2 separate regions of the Mus musculus genome follow, and region 2 is linked to region 1. The links are chromatin contacts, called in public promoter capture Hi-C maps. All regions are on one chromosome and are shown on one strand. The core of a region is the stretch at or near the end of the contact, and the rest is flanking DNA. Distances in the headings are between cores, read along the strand shown.

Region 1 (5,407 bases), core at 709-3,208:
CAGAACAGCTGCAGGGGAAACTTCTTAAAAAAAAAAAAAAAAAAAAAAAAAGAAGCAATCAGTAACTGCCCCCAGGAAACCAGGTCCAGCAGATTGACTGACTGGTAGGCCATGTACAAACTCGATCCTGCCCTTAAGAATTGCTATCCTGGGCTGGTGAGATGGCTCAGTGGGTAAGAGCACCCAACTACTCTTCCGAAGGTCCGGAGTTCAAATCCCAGCTACCACATGGTGGCTCACAACCATCTGTAACAAGATCTCACGCCCTCTTCTGGAGTGTCTGAAGACAGCTACAGTGTACTTACATATAATAAATAAATAAATCTTTAAAAAAAAAAAAAAAGAATCGCTGTCCCTTTTCTCCTGACCCCACCTCCAAACTGGTTTGTAAACTGATACACGGACAGGACCATTATTAATAAAAAGAAGGCCACCACCACAGCCCGGCATGTTATGTCGTTTGAAATAAACTGCTAGTGCATGCCTTTAATACCTTTGTTGGTAAAAGGTACAGCTAGTGATGAAGCCGTTTTTTTTTTTTTTTTTTTTTTTTTACCTCTTGTTAGACTCCTCCTGACTCGGGTCTGTGTCTTACGTGTTCTCCAAAGTTACAGAATTCAAGGCCACAGATAAGCTGTCAGTCACATGAATGATCTGGGCTGGAGAGATGTTGCAATAGTTAATCGCCTTGACTACTCTTACAGAGGACCTAAGTTCAATGTCCAGTACCCATGTGCCAGCTCACAACTATCCCTAATTCTAGTTCCAGGGCACCATATGTCCTTTTCTGGGCTCAGAGGACACCAGACATGCAAACGGAACACAGACATACATGCACCCAGACAAAACACTCATACACATTAAGGGTGTGGGGTCTGTAATTTAACGTTTGTTTATTTTATCTTGTTTCTAAAACTTCAAAGAAAAAAATGTTTTAGCCCCACAGAATTTTATTAGTGGCTCAGACTTCCAACTACTCTAGAGAAGGTAGAGACGTTGATTAAAAACCCACAGTTGCCCATCATCTCTGGGGCAGGATGTTCCTGGAGGGGTTGAGAAGAGCTGCTTATCTTGCCTTAGAAGAACCTATTATCACGAGAAAATGGGACCCTCAAGATACACAACCTGCCTCCGAATCCCCAGCCCCGAATCCTGGCAGCAGCCCGGGATTATTTGTCCCCAGTGGGGACATAATTGAGTGGGCAAGTTGAAGGTCAATCCGGTCTGTCTTAGGTCTCAAACTTGGAACAAATGGCCGAGGGACCTATTTAACATATCAAAGTAGAACTGGTTACGAGGTTCTCCCAGCATCCCTCAGGCCCTACTTACAGGGTATGGCTGGGCATCCCCTGGCCCCTAGATAAACATCCCAGCCCAAGGCTGGGCTGCCCTTCCCCTAGTTACTCTTCCCAGCCATTTTGATTAGCCAGCCAGTTTTACTACCCTTTACTCTCCTGATCTCCAGGTTCTCCCTCTGCCCTCCTTCGGTCTGATTCAGGGTCCTGCTCACTCTGGACTCTACCGGATGTCTCTGCCTCTGACTATGCTCCTCCTCATGTCTACAGAAAAAAAAAAAAAATCTTCTCCATACGCTGTGAGTGGTCCTTTTGATTTATTTTTATTTATTTCTTTTTTTATTTCTTTCTTTCTTTCTCCTCTTTCTTTCTTTCTTTCTTTCTTTCCTTCTTTCCTTCTTTCTTTCCTTTTTTTTTTTCCTTCCTCTCAGTCTGAAGTTATACAGGCCATACAGGTCATCTTAACTGGGAACTAAATATAAGGGCATAACCTAAAGTGTGAAGATTGGGTTTCAACAGAAATCCAGAAGGCCGCCTCTGAAAGAGGCAGGCCCTGCGTGGCAAAGGGGAAGGTTGTCCTGGGATGCCTATCCTCAGCCCCGTGCCTTTGAGGAGGGTGAGGTACTTAGACCTTTGTAACTTCCGGAACTGGGAGTCCCCCGGGATGAAGGTCACACCTGGGCATAGGTTGGGGAATCAGAACCTCTGGTGGCCACTCCCTGTAGCCACTGTTTTCTAGCCTCGGGTGTGACCGGAGGCGCACCGTTCTTTCCTCGTGCAGCTCGAGTTCCAGCTTTTATTGTTCCACTCATAAACAATGCAGTGAACGCCTTTGCCTCAGAAGAGGATTCCCGCAGAATGCCTCTGTGGACCACTTCCAGGCAACTCGATCCCTCTGGGAACCTGTTCTATGGAGATGAACTGGCTGGAAAAATACGGGGAGAAGGATATTGAAAGGACTCGGCTTCCTCGCCATTACCACTAATTCCCCACCACCACCCCCATGGCATCTAAGACCCAGGGGGCTTGGGCCCATTTGGGCTAAACTTATATTCTATATTTTCAGAACCGAGCGCAGTGATTGGTGGAGTGGGAGGCAGGAGTGGGGAATGAATGAGTGAATGAATCACACTTGACCATGGCACCTAAGATTTCTGTTTCTGAAGATGTTTTTAATGACTAGAATGCTTCAGGGAGAGAGGAATGAAGATCTTTGAGAGGCTGGAGGCCAGTTGTGGGAGGGAGGACCCTAACACATCTTTTAGCTCTCCAAACTCTAAGAGCATCTCATGTTGCAAACGGACTGTGACAATCTCTTCCTTATTCTTTCAGACAAGGGCAAAGTTACAGATTTTAAGAGGTAACTGTCACTCTCTGGATTTTAAAATGCACATCAATCTCTCTCTTCCAGAATATCTCCTGTGAAGCTCGAACTTCACTCAACCAATAACAGGCTAAAATGAAAAATGAACCCTTGAACCAAGGGGCTAGTGATATGGCTGAGTGGGTAAAAGGGCCTGTAGCCAAACCTGAGGACCTGAGTTCAACTCACCAGGACCTGTATGGTGGAAGGAAAAGCAGTTGTTCTCTGACCACCACACACATGCGCACGTGCACACACACACCATGAGAGTGTGCATGCCCACGTACACGTGTGCACACACACACAATTTTTTTTTTAAAGAAAGGAAGCAACCCAGGACCCTGTAGAGTTACAAGTGTGTGAGGACTTTCCTTGTTATTTTAAAGATCAAGTAAGCAAATTAACATGTCCTTCCTTCCTTCCTTCCTTTCTTCCTTTTTTCCTTCCTTTCTTTCTTTCCTTCTTTCTTTCTTTCTTTCTTTCTTTCTTTCTTTCTCTTTTTTTTTCTTTTCATTTACTTCGGAGAAAAACTCTCATTATGTAGCTCATAGCAGCCTCAGACACTTACTTAATCCTCCAGTGTCTGTCTCCCAAGGGCTGAGATGACCCCTGTGCCTTTGTTGAAACTTAGTCGACCCTCTTTCCTCAATTGATAACACCTTAGCCAAACAGAGAACAAAGCACCAACTGGCTCATTGCAGACTGGTCTGTAAGACACAGGGAGACTGGCGTTCCTGGGCTTGGCTACCCTGCAGCAGGATGGACCTTGTTTCTTTGACCTCTAATCTACAGGGAGGTGATACTCCTTGGCACTCTTCTTAATGCAGGCTCAACCTAATATAGAACTCTACCCACAGAAGCTGTGGTTTTTGTTTCCTTAACTTCAAAATCAGATTGTGAAATTGATCAGGAATAGACCCCATACTAATACCAGTGTCTAAGATATACCCAACATGTAAAAATATATCCACCCTTACAAAATACGTGTGATGGCTAGTCTTGGTTCTCAACTTGAAATATCTAGAACAGAGAAACCTCAGTTAAAGAACTGGGTGTCTCAGACTGGCTGGTGGGCATGTCTGGGAGCAGTTTCTTGATTGGTAATGATGTAGGACGATCCAAAATACTGTGGGTAGTACTATTCCTAGGCAAGTGGGCCTGAGCTGTACAGGAAATATTGCTAAACAGGAGCCCAGGAGCAAGGCACTAATGATTATTCCCCCATATTCTGTACGTCATTTCCGGTCTCCAGGTTCCTACTGGAGTTCCTGTCTCTTTTTTACTTCATGATGGACTGTAAACTAAGATGAAATAAACGCTCTCCTCCCCAAGTTGCTTTTTGATCATGACTTTTATAAACAACAACAGAAAACAAACTACAACAGCATCCAACCTAAAACTATAAATACACTCGAACCTGTTGATTTTCTGCAACAAAGCGGGGCTGTCAAAACTCCTGTGGTCTGGGGCTCACCTCCTCGCTAAGCACTTAGCCCACAAAGCCTGCGATGGCCGGACACATCAACACAGAAGGGCTCCGGATCTTTCAGCCCCAGCTCCAACCTTGTTCCACCTCAGTTACCTATCTTGTCTGAACTTGACAAGACCCGCTTCATTTCTCCTTCCCTACTGCCCTGTTTCCCGCCATTTTAAATTAAACCCTAGAACCTGATCATTTTCTACCCATCATTCTTCCCGGTGACTTCTCTTCAAGGTCTAAAATTAGCTTGGACACCACGGAGCAGCCATGAGCAGGGTGTGATAGCTGCCTTGCCGCCAGTCTTCCAGTAGCCCCAGGATCGAAAGGGAAAAAAAATTCCTTAAGACTCATGGGTGACTAGCTACGAAAGGAAACCCACATCCAGAGGCTGTTTAGGGGAGTCCTCACCAGACCGAGATAGAGGGGTTGGGAGGAACCTGTCTTCTCAAATTACACCCCGCGGGAGCTAAGAACAGGAGAACACGTGACTCTTAGAGGCTCCGAGCTTGGGAAGAGCCTCCTCCCTTCACCCAATCCAGGGAACTTTTTAACCAGGCTCCCTGGCTATTTTAAACCCCTGGTGCTTCAGGCTGTTTCCTGTGACTGCAAACATTCGGGAGAGTGAGACAGGGCTCCGAATTCAACAATAGTAAAAAATTAAAACTGTAAGGGTTTTTTTTTTTTTTTGGGGGGGGGGGGGGTTGGTGGTGGTAGGTTTTTTTTTGTTTTTTTTTTTTTTAAGGCAGGGGGATGGAGAGCAGGAAATGAACGCAGGAAGATGCCTGTGAACTTCATATTTAAAAAATGAGTTTGATGCAGGCTTTTACCAGGCATTCCTAGATTCAAAAAGTTCCACCAGCTTATTTGGTTTCTAATTTGGGCCCAGAGGTGATGTCATGATAAAATGAGTTGTGGGAAATCCACATTTCATGGTGGTACAGGTGAGACTGAAGTAGTCCCTTTTCACAGGCACTGGCGTAAATTCAGTCCTCAGGAGCGTTAACTTGATGTAACAGAAACTGGTTAAAGTCCTTCAGGGAGAGTATGCCCTAAGGTAGCAGCGATATGTTCCATTGACCTCTGAAACAAATACATGCTCTGAGAATTATTGAATAACCAGCAGATCTATCCTGGTTCCTGATTTTTTTTTTTTTTTTTAATCTGGTCACCTCCTGGATTTGGAACGCTGGGCATCAACTTTGAGCTAATGGCCAACCTGGGTTGAGCTTTCTCTTTCCCCCTTGGGTCGCTCATCGCCCTCCTATTGGG
Region 2 (6,070 bases), core at 2,139-4,638, 160 kb after region 1:
GAAAAAGAACCGCTCTTTAGGTGGTGCTTTGTTTTGTTAAATGATAAACGTTATTTTGGCAGATGGCATTTTATTATAGATTGTAATATATAGTGATTGTTTACTTTAGCTGTTCAGAGCAAGTAAAGATCTGAAAATTGTATTTGAAATAATACAGAGCTTAATTACATTTATTTGGCGGTGCTTGGGATGAAGTCCAGACAGAGCCTCGCATGTGAGCTTTCTCTTTGCCCCCTGATCAGTCCCTTGGCCTCTGGCCCTGCTGCCTCCACACACCTGTTAGGAAGTCTTTACCAGAAGTGGATGAAAGGGATTTTCCAGACAATCTGCTTCTAAGCCGCGGGTAACAAGCAAATCTAAGGGCAAGAAGACAACACTTCTCATAATTTGTTGTCTTTCAGAGCATCAGTAGTCTCAGCTCACTTCCTTGTTGCTGTGTTGGCTCAGTGTCACCATAACCATTTGCTTCAGACTGGTGTTGGATAAAGGTGTGTCAGTGTGTGATGGTCTTAGAACAAGCCTAGCACACTGCGGGTACTTAATGACCATGACCCGTGTCTTAGGGTTTTTATTCCTGCACAGATATCATGACCAAGAAGCAAGTTGGGGAGTGTACTGGCTAGTTTTGTGTCAACTTGACACAGCTGGGGTTATCACAGAGAAAGGAGCTTCCGTTGAGGAAATGCCTCCATGAGATCCAACTGTAAGGCATTTCCTCAATTAGTGATCAAGGGTGGGAGGGCCCCTTGTGGGTGGGACCATCTCTGGGCTGGTAGTGTTGGGTTCTATAAGAAAGCAGGCTGAGCAAGCCAGGGGAAGCAAGCCAGTAAGGAACATCCCTCCATGGTCTCTGCATCAGCTCCTGCTTTCTGAACTGCTTGAGTTCCAGTCCTAACTTCCTTGGTGATGAACAGCAGTATGGAAGTGTAAGCTGAATAAACCCTTTCCTCCCCAACTTGCTTCTTGGTCATGATGTTTGTGCAGGAATAGAAACCCTAAGACAGGGAAGAAAGGGTTTATTCAGCTTACACTTCCACACTGCTCTTCACCACCAAAGGAGGTCAGGACTGAAACTCAAGTCAGGAAGCAGGAGCTGATGCAGAGGCTGATGCAGAGGCCATGGAGGGATGTTTCTTACTGGCTTGCTTCCCCTGGCTCGATCAGCTTGCTTTCATTATAGAACCAGCCCAGGGATGGCACCACCCACAATGGGCCCTCACCCCTTGATCACTAACTGAGAAAATGCCTTACAGCTGGATCTCATGGAGGCATTTCCTCAAGGGAGGCTCCTTTCTCTGTGATAACTCCAGCTTGACAGTTGACAAAACCAGCCAGTACAGCCTGTAACATGACACACTGTCATCATAGTAAGGGCATATTTTGTCAAGTGTTGGTACACACCTAATACTTAGGAAGCAAACAGGCAGATCTCTGAGTTCAAAGCCAGCTTGGTCTACAGAGGAAGTTCCAGGATAGAGCTATAAACATATATACATAAAAAATAACACCTTCAATAGATGTCAATTGCCTGAATGTCTTGAGATATCAAAAGATGGGAAATCCCAAGGGCATAGTGTGAGTAGAAGTCAAAAGAAGATTAAAGTCCATGGGCCCGTACGATGGCTTGGTGGCTGGTTGAGTGTACTTACCACGGAGCCCAAAGACCTGAGTTCAGTTTCTGAAGCCCACAGTTGTGGAAGGAAAAAAATTGTCTCCCCACAACTTGTTTTCTGGCCTCCACATTTGTACCACCACACATGTGCCCCCTCTCACATCCCCACATACACACAAAGTCATCTATGATAGAGTTTGTTTGTTTGTTTTTTTTTTTATAAAACATAACTTGGCTTTGGGAGGAGTTGTATGTAAACAATGTTTTAATTGAGCACGTGAGGCATCCTTGTAATCCTGGCATTCAGGAGGTAGAAGGAGTTCCGAGAATTAGAATTGAGGCAGTTTCTGACCACCCGAGAGCTTGTGTAAAGAAAACAAAATGTTAGAAGAAAACATGGGCTTCAATGATACAGTTAGCTGGAATCTCCTGGTTGTCCAAGCTTTTGTAACAATTCTATGTGGTTTGATTGCAACTTGGAGCCTTGACCTTTCCCTAGTGCCTACAGGAGTGAGTTGTATCTTCTACCTAGTCCTAGTTTATTTCCGGGATCCTTCTGTTGGCAGGCATCTAGGAATCTTGGTGCAGCCGGCCACTGTTATACCCACAGTGGCAAAGAGTTAACGGTCTCCTGAGAAGTGCACAGACAGAAGTGTATGAGGCTGGCATAACTAGGAATCCAGATAGCATGTGCCTGGAGCCTCAGTAACCCAGGAGGCTCCCGAGAGAGGATCACTTGAGCCCAGCAGTTCCAGGCCAGCCTGGGCAAAACAGAGTAGTTAAATAGTCCAAGATGCTGTATTTGCAGACACCAAAATTACGTGAGACGTTCAAGTATGATATACAGGAGACAAAACATTCACAGTCCATGACTAGGGCCATCACACGCAAGCCCCGGATTAAGTCCTTGACTACGTGTGTCCTCTACAGCAAGACCCTCAGTGCTCTTAAGGGCCAATACGTACAGTGCTTCTCTGATAGAGCGTGTGGGATTCAGTTCCGCACTACTATCTGCGCCAGGTTGCCGCCATCTTCATGAGGGTCAGCTGTGCCTGCTTGCAAAAGATGGTCCCAGCTGGGCTTGTTGACTGTTTGCCTGACTGTTCACCTTCATTTAGAAAAGGAGTGGAGAGGGTCGTGGGGCCCCTCACCTATATCCCGTTACCCCTTCCACCCAGTTTCATGCATTCTGACCTAGTTGCATGTGACTTGAGGAAGGGCTAGAGTTTATAGGTGGACAGGGACTAGGAAACGGGGCTCTGCACAGCCATAAGTAAGCCATCATTCTCGCTGGGTATAGGTTTTCCAGCATGACTTGTCCCTTCTGCCTGAAACTCCTCAGTCATGCTTTGTAAGGAACTTTAATAAACTCATTGGTTCCTCGGGGTGAACTTTGATTTGTAATTGAGACCTTCTGAGGAGTAAATACTTAGGCTCTCCCAGGGCAAAAATTTCTTAAAAATAGATTGGTTCACTGTTTAAATGTCTATACTTAAGATCTATACTGGGCACATGGCAGTACATAAACACTTTGAGTTGCTTTGACTTGTGGCTGATATGCCTCTTCTACCAGCCTGGTACCCTTTCCTGATGGCTTTTATTAATCCCATTATCCTTGTATCAAACTGGCTCACCCTCGGAGTACGGACCCCAAACTCAGCAGCCAAACCTGGTGCTCCTCCACCCCACTACTCCCAAGCCGGAACCAAGCCCCGCCCCATCACCCGAAGACCGCCTAGGATGATGCCCAGCCAATCACCTCAGGTTCCTCCCGGCTATCCAGGTCCCGCCCCTCCCGCTAGGACGCAGCGCACGCTGTGACGTCTGCACACCCGGCTCCTGACCTCGGCTTCTCGCTGTCTGCTCGCGCCCTCGTCCTACAGCACAGGCCTCCCGGCTCCGGCTCCGGCTCCAGTGTTGGTTGGGTGTGTTCTTACTTTGCCGACTCTATCACCAGGGGAATCGTTCCGTGCACACTCTGCTGAGCTCGCTTCCCCGGCCCGCTTCCCGCCTCTCTAAAATGTTCTCTAACTGCGGTTCCGGGAGTGGAAACCTAAACGCGCGTGCGCTGCTTCCGCGCCACGGAGGGCTTTTCCGTAAGAGAGCAGGAGTCACTTTGTAGGGTTGTAGCGCGTCTAAGTGCAGTTGCGACTAGGGTTCCGAGCATTTTCTGGTCCCTTGCTCCAGCCTAATAGGAGCCGAGGGTTGGGTGCAAGGGTTTCTAAAAGTTTGCAAACTGAGTATGGAGGACGTTGGAGAGAAAGCAGCATTTACCCTGCTTCTCGGAGACGCTAAGAAGAATGGAGGTACAGGCCATTTGTTTTCTGATTTAGCAATCAACTAACTGATGAGACAGTCAGCTGCTCCAGAGCTGCTCCGTGACTCCTGCTCGTTTCGGTGGGCCTGTGCTATAGTAGAGGCTGTGGTAAAAATATTTGGTGTCTCTACAACACTTAATATTCACAGAGGTGTTTTACTTGTTATCCAGTTACCTTCACTGGACAGCAGAGCTAGGGCGACTAGTGACTGTGTGTGTCCAGGCGGCAGTTGCAATCACACCCAGAGCTGTACCTTGAACTCATTTCTTCCTGATTGCTAGAGGTCAGCGTGTCTCTTGACTGCTCTGACCTCTCCTCCACAGGTGCAGGCCTGGTGTGGTCTCCAAAGCGACTGAACAATGCAGAAAGACAGTGGCCCATTGTAAGTGCCCTGTGCATCGGAGTAGAATCACTGGGAGCCTCTAAAACCAGAGCACATGACGGGAACCTCCAGCTTGGCACTGCCCACCAGGCAGCGTAGGTTGTGACATGATCCTTGAACTAGCGGCCTGGGACATGGACTTGAATCCAGTTCTGCCACTGGCTAGTTCTTTCACCGAGCCTGCCACCTGGCCTATCTTTCTTTCTGATTGGGCACTGGCAGAATTTGCTGGAAACGACAATCCTTTTGTCCCTGAGGATGATTTAAGCAATTACATTTACTTCTTTGTGTGGATGCATTCGTGCCATGTTGAGTTTGTAGGTGTCAGAGGACAATTTTCAGGAGTTGCGGGAGTTGATCTTCTGCTATGTGGACCATTGTAATGTAACCAAACTCAGGTTGCCAGCCTCCGGGAGCCGGGGGTGGGGGGCGCATCGCCACCAAGGCCAAGTTCCCGCAGGCCCCATCCAGTGATTTTGTGTGTTGTATTTTATACTCGGTTGACACTGGCTTCTCCCTTTGGCCTTTTCAGGATGCCTTTACATTATTTTGGTTTCGGCTATGCAGCCCTGGTTGCTACCGGTGGGATTATTGGCTATGCCAAAGCAGGTGAGCCTTTCTTGTTACTCTTAAAATTGTCACCTTAGTCCAGTGACATGTGGGTCCCCAGAGCCCTTGACACCTAATATGGCTTGACTCAAGTTTGCTTTAGGCCCTGAGTACACCCTGCATTGGCCTCTGATTATCTGGCTGAGTGGAGCCAGGCGTTTTTTTTTTTTTTTTTTTCCCCTCTTTACATACAGATAGGCAGGGGTATTAGTGGGTGGGTGTTATCGACCATTGCCATACACCGCGTTGTCTCTCAGCTCCTCAAGGAGGAAATCTCTTGTCTCTGCTCACTCTGTATCATCTGTTTAAAACAGGCTCAAGCCAGGGTCATCTAAGTCAGACAAGCACTGTACTGAGCCACACCTCCTAAAGGAGAGAGAGGGCTGGGGTGATAAGACCCTGACTTCTATGGTAGACACCAAGATTCTCCTATGCTGGGAACACTGGCTGTAAGCCTCGTAAAGACAGCCTCTCTCTGACAGCTTTCCTCTGCAGGGGAGGGGAGTCTTGCATGTTCTTTATGTGACGTTGTAACATCACAACATGGATGCATGCCTGCTTTCTTCTCCCCAGGTAGTGTGCCGTCCCTGGCTGCTGGACTCTTCTTCGGGGGCCTGGCAGGCCTGGGGGCCTACCAGCTGTCTCAGGATCCCAGGAATGTGTGGGTTTTCCTAGGTAGGTTTGCCTCAGGTGCTGCCTCTGTGTTCTGCTTGCCCCTGAGACTCTGGTGGGCGTGTGTGGCAGGTTCTCTTCTCTGCTTTTCAGCTGCGTCTGCCAAGCAGAGGGTGGGTTTCATCACGGAGAACCCCGGGTTGTTTCTGTTCTGTATACTGAATACAGGAAGGTTTCACGCAACATGGGTGTAATGTTCTCAGTGAGACTTGTTTTCAAGTGGACGAGACTGTGTGTTAACTACTGAGGTTCCAGACTAAAGACGGCCTGCTTGGAACTTAGAGAGAAGTCTCACACATCCCACGAAGCCTGAGCTCATGTAGCCTTTTCCCCAGGTGGACATCTCTTTCCTAGGCAGTTAATTGTGTAAGACACAGGCAGACCTTGCCTTCGGGAGGCATTTAAGCTCAGTGGTCAGTCAGGTCATGGGACTCTGGAACTGTAGATAAAGTGCCCCAGGTGTAGCCCATGCTGGAA

Evidence for each region. Promoter capture Hi-C pulls out the DNA fragments that hold promoters and counts their contacts.
Region 2: a contact with region 1 is called in a promoter capture Hi-C map of embryonic stem cells, with 4 times the contacts expected there. The contact joins the promoter of Tmem14c here to the enhancer-like site in region 1. A contact is called at or near these places in 25 of 39 promoter capture datasets (the 3T3-L1 cell line, 3T3-L1-derived adipocytes, the HPC-7 cell line and 15 more), 19 of 484 Hi-C or Micro-C datasets (CD4 T cells, bone marrow-derived macrophages, embryonic fibroblasts and 6 more), 24 of 115 datasets of contacts at active chromatin or transcription factors (the HPC-7 cell line, bone marrow-derived macrophages, craniofacial prominence and 15 more) and 5 of 9 other capture datasets (adipose tissue, embryonic stem cells, liver and 2 more).

The regions. Positions count from the first base shown.
Region 1 is chr13:40,850,178-40,855,584 of GRCm38.p6, forward strand. No RefSeq gene overlaps it. Among named protein-coding and RNA genes, the nearest start is that of Mir5124a, 13 kb to the right of the region's middle. Within about 2 kb of position 1,959, at least 19 of the 459 cell types and tissues checked have an H3K27ac peak or open chromatin away from gene starts, as enhancers often do. A contact at or near this core is called in embryonic stem cells, olfactory sensory neurons and trophoblast stem cells, where this site is marked.
Region 2 is chr13:41,012,862-41,018,931 of GRCm38.p6, forward strand. It overlaps Tmem14c (transmembrane protein 14C), which reads left to right and starts at 3,389. Exons shown (of 6, transcript NM_025387.3): 1 at 3,389-3,537; 2 at 4,254-4,312; 3 at 4,845-4,921; 4 at 5,495-5,596. The coding sequence starts at 4,290. It overlaps Pak1ip1 (PAK1 interacting protein 1), which reads left to right. Exons shown (of 10, transcript NM_026550.3): 10 at 1-172.